Linked DNA regions of Cyprinus carpio: region 1 is linked to region 2. Evidence: chromatin contacts called from public Hi-C data. All regions are on one chromosome and are shown on one strand. The core of a region is the stretch at or near the end of the contact, and the rest is flanking DNA. Distances in the headings are between cores, read along the strand shown. Region 1 holds the start of LOC109095197 (F-box only protein 4-like). Region 2 has its middle 9.0 kb from the start of LOC109095238.

What was found. Hi-C and Micro-C count contacts between places; a contact is called where the count stands out from the background.
Region 1: a contact with region 2 is called in a Hi-C map of skeletal muscle, with 6 times the contacts expected there. The contact joins the promoter of LOC109095197 here to the enhancer-like site in region 2. A contact is called at or near these places in 3 of 8 Hi-C or Micro-C datasets (liver and skeletal muscle).

Annotation. Positions count from the first base shown.
Region 1 is chrA8:15,409,528-15,412,253 of ASM1834038v1, forward strand. LOC109095197 (F-box only protein 4-like) reads right to left here and starts at 1,422. Exons shown (of 7, transcript XM_042762470.1): 1 at 598-1,422. The coding sequence starts at 738. LOC109095200 (UPF0600 protein C5orf51 homolog) reads right to left here. Exons shown (of 6, transcript XM_019108883.2): 6 at 1,750-2,596. The coding sequence ends at 2,361.
Region 2 is chrA8:15,314,689-15,317,388 of ASM1834038v1, forward strand. No RefSeq gene overlaps it. Among protein-coding and RNA genes, the nearest start is that of LOC109095238, 9.0 kb to the left of the region's middle. Within about 2 kb of position 1,338, at least 1 of the 8 cell types and tissues checked has an H3K27ac peak or open chromatin away from gene starts, as enhancers often do. A contact at or near this core is called in skeletal muscle, where this site is marked.

The sequences.
Region 1 (2,726 bases), core at 172-2,671, 95 kb after region 2:
AAAAATTAAAACCACAATTAAACAAAAATGATTACTAAACAAAAAAACTAACCCCACAAAACAATGAATCCCACAAATAAATCCTATAAAATGATGCAGTTTAAAGTTTACAATAATGAATCCCACAATTCAATGCATTTGTGTCATATATGAACTGGAAATAACAGCATCCCTTATCCTGTTTACAATAATGAATCCCACAATTCAATGCATTTGTGTCATATATGAACTGGAAGTAATAGCAGCTGTTATTTTTCACATTTCTGTTTCCCGTTTCATTATTTGATCAGAGTACCAAATTAAAAAAATAAAATAAAAAATGGAGGTAAAATACAAAATAATTACACAACTACAAATTGAGCACTGGGCTCCATTCAAATTAAATAAGCAAGATGATATAAATGTAGCAGCCTAATGTATATTGTTAATATAAGGCCTTTCAGTAAGAAGTATACAGTGTATACTGTGCAGTTGTTAGTACATAGTAAGCTAGTATTCCACTCGCAACATAGCCTTAATCTGTACTTTCAATAAAACGTCAGGTAAATAACTTAATATGAAATTTTTATAAATATGAAATAAAGAGTCGTGCCTTACCGACAGGTTATCCAGAGAGGGGCCCGTGGCTTCATTACTTGACCCCTGACCATCACTTTCCTCATTTCTTTGTCGTCTTCTATCAAAAAACCTATCTCTAATACTCCTGAGACTTTGCACGACTATAGATCGGCTCAGCATACTAACACTTATTTGTCAAAAATATTTCTTAGAAAGATTTCTACATGTAACTTTTTAATAGAGCAAAAACGTTAATAGATTAGCCTTTAATTCAATACATGACATGTCAGCTAACTGTTAATCACGATTTCAGTTATGAAGTATTCCTGTGGATTTTCCCGGAACTGTCAAAGTTACACGTCTCTCGTGTTTTCATCATAGGCGTGTATGGAACGTCACGCGAAGTAGGCTACTGCATTGTGGGAACTGTAGTTTTGGAAATCGACACTGCCAAACTCGCAAGGTCTATCATGTTCAGCTTTTGGGAGGACATATGGAGGACTAGGAGTGACACCTAAAAATAAAATAAAAGTACACGTTATCAATTTAATAATTCTACAAACTATATTTTTCAAATTTGTAAATTTACTATCTACCATTTAAAACACAAATTGAATATTATTCCTTAATTTGTGTGAAGTATCAATCCTAGCCCTTCATAAGGACATACTGTGAAGCAGTTAACGTACTTAAAAATGGTTCTTCTAGTACCCCAGTAACTTATAGATTGTACTTAGTGTCACAACTTTGCAGAAAACAATAATTTATCTTCTGTGTGAGAGTTTACTTTGGATAAGCATATGATTTATTGTTGATTTAACATTAACAAAATGATTTTAAAGGCCACTAACATTATGTAGTGTAGCCATTGACCCCATAAAATGATAGAAATGTAAGGTGGTAAGATGATTTAATATATATATATATATATACACATATATATATATATATATATATATATATATATATATATATAAAATTCTAATGAATACTACATAATGCATAATCATAATTTGTTTTTGTTTCAATCTGATTTTTTAATCAAGGATGCTCGTTTTTTCTATACATTAAAAGGTTAGCAACAAGAGTATAAAAGACTTTTGAACCAGTATCCTGCATCTCCAACCTTTTGAATATGTACCAACCTTTCAAATATGTGAAACCAAAATATCACGCACATGTTAACATTTCAACATTTCTTAACCCAAAATTTATTTCAATGAAGACATAAAAACCAAAAAATGAACTTCATTTTAAAAAGAATATGACCAAAAAGTTTAGCTTTTTAAAAGTATACTATCAAAATATCCAAATTCCCATCTCTTAACATCTGGTCAATGAAAGAAATAAAGATGCAACTTTTAATAAGCGAGCAGAAGAGGTGTCATATACAAAGATGTTATTAAAAAGAAAAGATCCATACTTAAAAATGGTCACAAATACTTTAATATGCAACATATACCTGCATTTTCCTCTCCTTTGTACCATTTCTTTTAACATATATAAATGACATTTATAAATGTAATGAATTGAAAATAAATAATTAAAATTAAAATAAATAAAAAGTTGCGATGTTTCTTGGTTGGAATTTTTTTTCTTAAACAAATAGTTATTTGTTTATATTTTACATTAGAAGTATTATTCCACATTCTCGGCAAAAACACACATCCAGAAAACAAATCTGGACCGGAAGATAAGTGCCTTTTTTTCCTGTATTTTTCTTTTTAAATCTTTTTGTTTTTTGCTAGTTTCAGAACAATTACATTTTTGTGAATCTCCTCTCCTAAAAGCTCTCTCCAGGTTTACTGTAAAATGCTAAGGATCTCCTTGGCATTCTCTGTGTTCCAGCCCTGACCCTGAAGTGGCCCCTCGCATGCCAGCACATACTTATGGAGGATTTGTGTGCCAATATCTCGGAAATGAAGCCTGTCCTCTTTGCGCTCTGTGGTGTCCATGCTGCAGTCCTCATATTTCACTGCCCAGAAACACATCTCACCAATGTACATCATTGTAAGCAAGTGAGTATCAGAAAAGATACCTAGAGGGGAAAAAATACATTTGTCAGTTTTGAAAAGAATATAAACACACACACACCAAACATTTTATTTTGATTAGTAAAAATCATATTCTTTAAAAATAACGTTATGCTTGATTTTAAGATGAATTAA
Region 2 (2,700 bases), core at 88-2,587:
AATTTGCTAATTGGTTATTGTTAGAAGAAAGATAAATAATTCAGATACATCTAAATGACTACATGTGCACTAGATTTGGATTTTTTTTTTATTATCTGTAATATAACAAATAAACTTCCAGTGTCTGTTTGCTTCTGAGAGTGTGTTAGGTTCATCATGTTAGTGTCTTTTCACCTCTAGATGCTTTATGTGGCCTTTATGAAAGCAGGTGCAGAAACTATGCGCTAGTGGTGCCTGTTTGATGTTAGGCCACATAGAGCAGAGGGCAAAGGTCATGTAACATCCTGTAACCCTTGCTATACCCAAAGCTATACTATATGAACATCTGTGGTATTAAAATCTTTTTTTTTTTTTTTTTTGTATTATTATTGTTCTGGTATTCAGAAAGATGTTTTAGGTTTGCTGTTTGGAGATGGGGGTGGTAAAGTAGGTGGATAGATTATGATCTTAAAAGTTTTTTCTTAAGAACCAAACTCTGTAATGCACTACTTCAGAATCTATATCTGTTTTCTTTTAGTTCTTCTAGAACAGATGTTGTAAGGGGATTGTAAAATGCATTTCATACTTGGCATTACACAAATATTAATGGATCATAGGGAAATGCACAAAACTGTCATTTTTACTACACATTTATTAGAGTGGAATTTGTATCCAAGGGAGTAACTGGAAAAAGGTTAGGCCATTGGTATATTGGGAAAGATTGTTTGAAACATTTTACATACTTAATGAAGGTTTTCTGGAAGAGAGAGAGAGAGAGAGAGAGAGAGAGAGAGAGAGAGAGAGAGATGTTACTCAGATAAATTCAAATAAAGTTTTTTTAAAAAAAAACAACCTCTACTCACTCATTATCTGTGAACTGTGAGTGAACTTTACTTTGATTTTTATACATAACATATGTGCAACAGACACAAAACATCCAACAAGTAATTTGAAATTGTACATTTTGACTGATAACTTAAGTTAATTTATTTATTAATGTATTTTAATTCAATGTATTCATTTAATTTGATTACTTATAAATACGTTATTATAAATTAATTTATAACATACAATTATTTGTTTTAACACTAATATGTAAAACAGAAAATGTAATAATTCAATATAATACAGAACTAGAAATTTGGAGAAAAAACATAATTGTTTTGATGAATGTACAGATATGTTATTTACAAGTGTACAGTTTATGTAGTTTACACTTTTTTCAGATGCTATGTATAAATGTGTCAGTTATAATGGGCAATGTATAGTTATGAATTTGCTGTTCTTGTGCCTGACTGTTCTGGTGGTCGGTGCTCTGTAGCGCTGACCAGAGGGCAACAGATGAAAGAGAGAGTGGACTGGGTGTGTGGGGTCCAAAGTGAGTTTCTTAGCCATTTTCCTCAATCTGGAAGTGTAAAGATCTTGGAGGTTGGGCAGGGGGGAACCAATAATCCTCTCAGCAGTCCTGACTGTCTGTTGTAGTCTCTTGATGTCTGATCTGGTAGCTGAACCAAATGGATGGATAAACACAGGATGGACTTAATGATGGCCAACTGTTTCAGCAGCTACTGTGGCAACTTGATCTCCACAGTTGGTGAAGGAAGTACAGCCTGTGCTGGGTTTTTTTTAGTAATGTGAGTGTCCCATTTCAGGTCCTGAGAGATGGTGGTGCCCAGGAACCTCCCAAGAATAAAATATGATTATTTAATCATGTAAATATTAATTACATGATTAAATAATCATGTTTTATTCTTGAATTAATGATTTTATTCATGAATTATTACCTAAAAATTATTTTCATTTTTTTTTTTATTTAATAGATGGCTTATAAATGCATGCTTTTATTATGAATTAATTTATAATATATAATATACCGTTTTTTTTAATAGTTAAGCAACTATTGGTAACACTTTATTAATAACAGATAACCCTAACCCTATAAGTACACGTTGTACTTAGTACTTGGGTAATTACATTGCAACTATGACACCTTAAATAAAGTGTAACCTAAATATTATAATAATATTTTATAATTTTCAACGTATTTTATTATATATTTCATATTTTATTTAGATATATTTATGAAAGTATTATATTTTAATTATACATTTAATCGTTTCAGTCATTAGCAAACTGAATTCACCATACATTTTTAAAGGGAAAATATAACGATATGAAACCTGTTCAAACCTGTTACTGTTCGTTCTACTGTTTTATGTCATTCCGAAGTTCACCGACAGATGGCGCGCGCGCACTGATTCATCTTTCGTCCACGTTGCTTTCCCTTTGAGAGCCTCTCCAGCATTTTTCTCCCAGACCCGCTGCTCTCTGCAGCGTTTCCTTTTAGATCCGGTTAGACACACAGATGTCTCTTGCCATGCGCGTGCAACTTAAACATAGTCTCCTGGCAGAAAACACAGGTAAAGAGAAAGTGAAGGAGAAATGAGCATTTTAAACGCTGCCACGCAAATACCTTTTCTGAAAATGACTTGCAGTATTAATAGCAGGACAGCATACGAGCCTCTAAATTGCAGACTGAAGGCTGGAATAACTTTTAACTGCACGATTTTTGCAACGATTTCCCTCCGATTTTCTGTGGGTTGCAGGCCCGGTGTTCTGTGGATTTGTCCTACCCTGTCAGATTTTGCAACCTCCCATTAAAACAGTGGGTAGCACAATTCAACAACGAAAAATGCTACCTGTAAAGTTATGGTTTATTAA